Regions from separate parts of the Sus scrofa genome. Here region 2 is linked to region 1. A link is a contact called in public promoter capture Hi-C data. All regions are on one chromosome and are shown on one strand. Each heading gives the region's core, a stretch centred on a gene start, on an enhancer-like site or on the middle of the called end of the contact. The rest is flanking DNA. Distances are from core to core; before and after follow the strand shown.

Region 1 (2,997 bases), core at 81-2,580:
ATCTGAACCTGGAGACAAACCGTGGCCTCCAGGTGGAGGGTGCTGAGCACCTACCTATGAGGTGAGCTGGGGATGTGGTATACAGGAAAAGGGACATCCAGGAGGAGCCATGAGTCTCCAGAAACTACAAGTGGAGCCACATTGGCTTCCCCAACTCAGTCTTGGGGTCTCTGCTGCTATTGGAACCCTTTCTTTGCCTTCAGGGAGATTACTAACCCTGTTCTTGCCATCCCCTCATTCCCAGTGTAACAGGAAACCATTGGTAGCTTTCAGCAGACACCTGGCATGATCCAATTTATGATTTTTAAGGCACAAACCACTTTCCTGTGTAGAAAATGTCTTGGAGGGGCCTGAGTTATCAGAAGCAGGGAACTCTTCTAGGAGGTGGTGGTAGATGTGGAGGGGTGGGAGGCGCCTTGTATTAGGGTGGTGAGGGTGCTGGGGTTGGGGCAGGAGAGATGCCTCACAGCCTGATTTGGAGTCAGAGCCATCTAGACGGGGTGAATTGAAAGACTTGGAGTGAAGTCAACGTAGGAATGTTCCACAAATGAATAAATAGTGGTGTAAGTTTCTCCCCTTGAAGACTGAGCCCACAGACCTCTGAGAAGGCTATGGGTCTGAAGCCCTGGACGCAAAGTAACCGAGGCTTGGTCCCCAGTTACTTGGTCTCCCTCTGCTCTTGTTTCCTAAGACAGCTTGGTGGTGCTTTCTGGGGACCACCTGCCACTATCCTCTACACCACAGCTCCCTCTGCTGCCCAGCGGCCTAATGACCATGAGATTCTGCCCTGGAAGGGGTCAGTGAGTGGCCAAGGAATTCAGAAACTCCAGGGTCCAGGAACTGAGGTGACCCAATGCAGGAGAAGGGGTAAAGACCAAGCGACTGGGGAACCAGTCCATCCTGGGGTCCAGGGACTGAAGGACCAGGTGACTGAGTTTTTGAGATGTGTCCACTTGTGACCACGTAATCCAGTGGTCGAGCAACATCAAGACCCTGCAGCTGCGGGACTTAGGGCCCAAGGAAGACACCATGATTGAGGTCCTGGGGATCTAGGGCCAAGGACCTTCGTGAAGAGGCGAACCAGGTGTTCTGGGGCCCAGAGGCCACGGGAGGGCCGCCCTCACCTGCAGAGCGAGCCACCAGCTCTCTCCGCTCGGCACCGCCCCAGTCTTCCCTTGATACTCATTGGTGAGTCCTCGGAAGCGTGGACCAATCATAACCCTCCTCGTGTCTCCAACCCCCTCCCCGCCGCGTCTCTCGAAAGCTGGGGGCGGGTCCCTTCCACAAGGACTCAATAACAGTGCAGGCGGAGCGCCGTGCAGGCCGGCGATTGGCTACCGTGGTGGGCTCTGTCAGAGCCCGATTGGCCGGCAGCGGAGACGGAAGCGTCCACGGGCCGAGTTGCCAGAGCCCGGCCGGGGCGATGTGGAGCGCGGGTTGCCGGCGAGCTGCCGGACCGGCGCTGCTGGGGCTGCTGCTAGCGCTCTTGGTGCCGGGCAGCGGTGCCGCCAAGACCGGCTCGGGCCTCGTGACCTGTGGGTCGGTGCTGAAGCTGCTCAACACGCAGCACCGGGTGCGGCTGCATTCGCACGACATCAAATACGGATCCGGTGCGCGGGCTGGGGCTGCGGCATCCGGGCAGTAGCGGCCAGGGGTGGGGGTCTGACAGAGGTGGGGCGGGGGTCTGCCGGCCAGGGGTCTGGGAATCATCAGGGACTGAAGGAGTTGCGGACCAAGGGGCAGAGTCTGGCTGTTTGACGGGGTGGTCGCGATGTCATTCGGGAGCTTCGGACCAGGTGACTTGAGTCCCGCCCGGGCGGGAGGGGCTGAGGGAGCCACTGGGTCCCAGGGTTGAGCTTGTCCGGGAGAAATGATGGTGTCCTTGCCGAGGGTCAGAGTTGTCGCGTTGACGGCAACCCCGGGGGTGGGGTATCTCCCCCTAGGCAGCGGCCAGCAGTCGGTGACCGGCGTGGAGGCGTCCGACGACGCCAACAGCTACTGGCAAATCCGCGGCGGCTCGGAGGGCGGGTGTCCGCGCGGGTCTCCGGTGCGCTGCGGGCAGACGGTTCGGCTGACTCACGTGCTCACCGGCAAGAACCTGCACACGCACCACTTCCCTTCGCCGCTGTCCAACAACCAGGTGAGCCCCTGGAGTATATGTGAGGGGCCGGGCGCCGGCTCTGAGCCTCGACTTCCTCTGTGGAACGGGAATTTCAAATCAGAAGTGTTTGTTGAGCGCCCCCTCTGGGGACACCGAGGTGACTGCATGCGTCAGGGTCCTGTCCCCTGGAGCTCTCTGCCCAGGCAGAAAGAGCCATCTAGCTAGACAGTGCCATCCCTGAGGGGCAATCCGACAGCGGAGGAGGAGAATCCACTATGGCCACTGGAGTGAGGAATGGAAACCCTCCAGGGGAGGGGGAACTCAGGCTGGGCCTGGAAGGAGGAGGAGCCCCCCAGGCCACAGAGAGGAGAGTGTCTCTGAGGCCTAAGGAAGAGCTTGCATGTGGAGTTCATTGGAACTGGGTGGGAGGTGGGGCTGGAACAGAGGATGCTTTTGGACGGTTATCAGAAGAGAAAGTAGATTAATAGAACCTTAATCTTAAGCCCAGCCTGAGGTGTGGGCTTTATGCTGAGTGAGGGTCAGAGGGATTAGAACAGGAGGAACATGGAGGAGCGAGGAGAAGGTCTTGGCCCTGTGGGGGCCTGTGGTCGCTGCCCAGATGAGGTGGGATGTGCTGGTGTTTGAAAAATTTACGGAGGTGGGGGGTGGGGGGCTTCTGAGTGCTGGGGGTAGGAGTTGTGTTGTCCTATTTTGCAGCTGTGGAAACTGAGGCTCAGAGAGTTGCAAGGCAGGCCCCTGGGTGTGAGCGCAGTGCTAGACAAGTGTCTACAGGAGTCTCAGAGTGCCCTTCATAATGACTACTGTCCTCCCATCCTGCCCCACCCGCACCCACAGGAGGTGAGCGCCTTTGGGGAGGATGGCGAGGGTGATGACCT
Region 2 (3,339 bases), core at 821-3,320, 560 kb before region 1:
GGGCTCTGCCTTCTCTCCCACGGGCCTCTCTCATTCATCACCTCTCCTTGGGTCTCCCGCAGTCACCCTAAAGGAAACAGCACACCCAGCTGCAAATCTCCCCAGCCCTTCCTTGCTCCATGTCAGATGACTTGCTGTAAAGTCTCCTCCACACAGACAGCTGTACCCCTCACCAGCCACGGTCCTGCACATAGTAATGTGGTGGGATCTTACTGACTGAGAGCAGGCTTCCCTCCCTGGTCCTCCTGCCACAGGGGCGAAGGGAACCTCGAGTGTGAGCCTTACAAGGCCCAGCCTTGGGAAGGTAATGAAAGAGATGACCATTAACCAGCTCCACCCAGGGTCACAATCAGCCATCCACCCTCTCCCGCATGAGGTGGGTACCACCACCAACCTCAGTTGACAGAGGTGGAGACAGGCTCAGAGAGGTTAAGCCATTTGCCCAAGGCTACTCAGATGGGGAAAGGTGACACCAGCATCTGAAACCCAGCCCAGACTCCAGGCTACGGGAACAGACCGCCTCGTGGGGAGGTCTCCGGAGAGGGGGAGTGGGAGCAGGCTCCCGACCGCTCCAGGCTGCCATCGGATCCCCCAGCATGGACCCCCACAGGGAAGGAGGGGCCTAGGCGGTAGGACAGGGCCGCTGGCGATCGTGCCCTCCCCCTCTCCAGGCAGCCCCGCCCGCCTCCGCCACTGCATTCCTGGGGCCGGGGAGGCCCGGGAGGCCCGGGAGGCGGCGGCGGCGTCGATGTGAAGCAGATGGCGGGCCAGGCCGGCCCCCGCCCGGAGGCGGAGCTCGCAGCGGGGAGGGGTCTGCGCGCCTCGGGATCTGAGCTTGGAAACCCCGCGCGGCCCCTCACAGCCCCTTGTCTGCGGCGACCGCCCTGCCCCCGGACGCGGCCCCCTGGGCTCTGCGGCCCAGGGCGTCCCTACTGCACCCGCTAGGAGCCGGTGGCTGCCCCTCCAGCTTCCTGTCCACCCGGCGCCCCCGGCACAGGTCAAGGCACCCCCACACACAGGCTTCTTGCCCCCGCGTGGAGATGCCCTTGACCTCGAAATGGCCTCTTAAAGGGGCCCACCAGGTCCTCCGACCCCTGCGTCCACTCCTGGGTCTTGGCCTGTGCTCTTCGCCCTCTGCGCAGAGTCCTGGGCCTGCCGCCCTCGGGCAAGGCCTGTCCCCTCCTGTTCCACACGCTTCCCCAGTCAGCTCCTTGGGGCGCCCCACCTCGGCGCCGCCCCTCCCACACCTGGTATTCCTACCCGGGAGGTCCACATCCTCCCGATGCCGGCGCCGGCGCAGGGCATTGTCTTTTCGATCCCTGCTTCTGGTCCACTCTGAGCGCAGCCTTCTCGATGCCCACCTCCGTTACTACCTTCCTCCCACCCGAGCCCGCTCCTCCTAAGACTGTTCTGTCCTTCCGAGTCTCGCCTGCCTTAAGTCCTCCTCGGCTCCCTTCTTTCAGGAGCGCCGCTCCATCTCCCCTGGACCCTCACCGTCCCTTCATCCTGGCTCTAGCCACACTCGTGTGCCTGGGCTCCTGAGCATGCCATGCCATGCCATGGGCTTGAAATGCCCTTCCTGACTTATGGCCTTCACTGCCCGGCCCAAGGGTCCCTTTTTCTGGGTCTAAAATCTCGGACACCCTGTGTCAGCCCTCCGAGCGCCCACAGTCCTCCGCTTTCCCTTCGCTGTCTCCTCGTCCGGTGTATCCTCGGACGCACCGTCGTGGCCCGGCGCCCTAGCTCGGCCTGGAGCGGAGCCGGTGTCGGCGAGGCCCGCCAGAGAGGCCCGCGCGTTTGGCGCAGAGAGGTCCCGGGCGCCCCCTCCCCCCGGTCCTGGGCGTCCCCTTCGGCTCCCTTCCCCAGCCCGGCCGGCTCCTACCCGGGCGCGCGGCACACGTTGCGGCCGCGCGGGCTCAGCTCCTGGGGCGCCGCGGGGCCGGGCAACAGCCAGAGCAGCAGTAGCAGCGGTGGCGGCGGCAGCAACCGCGGCGGCGGCCCCCCGGCTCCCCGGCGCCGCGCCGGCCCGGCCCCCCGGGGCCCTGCGCCCTCCATGCGGCGCGGGGCAGGCGCGGGGCGGGCGCGGGTGCGGCCGCAAGCGAGAGCGGCCGGAAGCGGAGTGCGCGGCCGGGCGGGGGGCGGCAGGAGGGGCGCCGGGCCGGGCAGGAAATTCCACATCGGCTCCCTGATCCCGGGCCAGCCGCGGCCGGCCAGGCGGCAGCGCCCGCCCCGCGCGCCAGACCCCACCCTCTGGCCGCGCCGCCGCCCCTCCGCACGGCCCCCGCCCCCACGCGGCCGCGCGCAAACTTGGGGGCAAACTTGGAAGGGGCCCGCCCGGGGAATCCCCGACCGCCGCTCGTGTCCCTCCCCTCCCCAGACACCCACCCCAGAAGCGGCCCCTGCGCGCTCCCTGCGAGGCCAGGCCAGGGACGGGAAGGAGGTGGGGACGAGGCGCGACGCACCGAAGCTCCCTCGGCGCCCCCGCCAGCAGCGCCTCAGAACGGCCAGGTCAAGGCTGCAAGCCGGCCTCTGCCCACCCGCACCCCCCAGAGGCCTGCCTAGTACCCGGCTGTGCCATCAGTGCAATCAAAGCCTGCAAGCTACGGCGGGCCGGATGCTCGAGGCCTATGGGTAGACTCGGTCTGGACCAGAGGCCTGAGTAGGAGGTTGGGGAGCATAGGGATGGACTGGAGAGAATGGCACCCCCGTGGGCTCCGACGAGAGAAAGTGGAGGTGAAGGCAGGTCAGGGAGACTAATGGAAGTGGCAGGACCGCCCTGGGACTGAGACCCTACAGCTCTTGTCAAGGTGTGGAGAAGGGCTGGGGACCTGACAGGGATTCCGTCGGTTTCAGGAGGTCACCAAAGGAAAAGTCCAGAAGGTGGAGTCAGGGCTGGAAGCATGGGCGCTACTACATCAGGAGGGTGCGCGGCAGCACAGAGCAGAGCAGGGGCAGCAGAGAAGGGGACAGGGAGGAGAAGGAACCCCAGGCCAGGAAGCAGAGGGGAAGCAGGGACGGCAGGTAAGCCAGGGGATGGAACAGAAAGCTAGCAGCTGGGTCCTAGCAGTGATGAGCTGGGCTTCTGGGGACTTGAGAGTTGGCAGAAGGGCCTGGGCAAGGAGGGGCACCTGCCTTCTCCCAGGGAGCAGGCTGCATGCAGACCCCTGAGGGGACGGTGGTGTCCTGCCTCAGGTACCTGGATAGCCCATCTGGGAGGGTGGAATAAGGGCCACTAAAAGGTCCAAGGCTGTGGGCACCACCAGGCTGGAAGAAGGTGGGCTGGGGAGGAGCAGGGTAGGGGCCTTCCACCATTAGGTCCCCTCTCTGAGCCATGCTGGT

Evidence for each region. Promoter capture Hi-C pulls out the DNA fragments that hold promoters and counts their contacts.
Region 2: a contact with region 1 is called in a promoter capture Hi-C map of fetal skeletal muscle, with 11 times the contacts expected there. The contact joins the promoter of SCARF2 here to the promoter of SDF2L1 in region 1. A contact is called at or near these places in 2 of 5 promoter capture datasets (fetal skeletal muscle and liver) and 1 of 47 Hi-C or Micro-C datasets (embryonic fibroblasts).

Annotation. Positions count from the first base shown.
Region 1 is chr14:50,249,969-50,252,965 of Sscrofa11.1, reverse strand. It overlaps SDF2L1 (stromal cell-derived factor 2-like protein 1), which reads left to right and starts at 1,330. Exons shown (of 3, transcript XM_001929542.5): 1 at 1,330-1,610; 2 at 1,944-2,140; 3 at 2,957-2,997. The coding sequence starts at 1,424. LOC110256815 reads left to right here. Exons shown (of 3, transcript XM_021073687.1): 3 at 973-1,053. The coding sequence ends at 1,053.
Region 2 is chr14:50,811,892-50,815,230 of Sscrofa11.1, reverse strand. It overlaps SCARF2 (scavenger receptor class F member 2), which reads right to left and starts at 2,070. Exons shown (of 11, transcript XM_021072793.1): 1 at 1,883-2,070. The coding sequence starts at 2,055.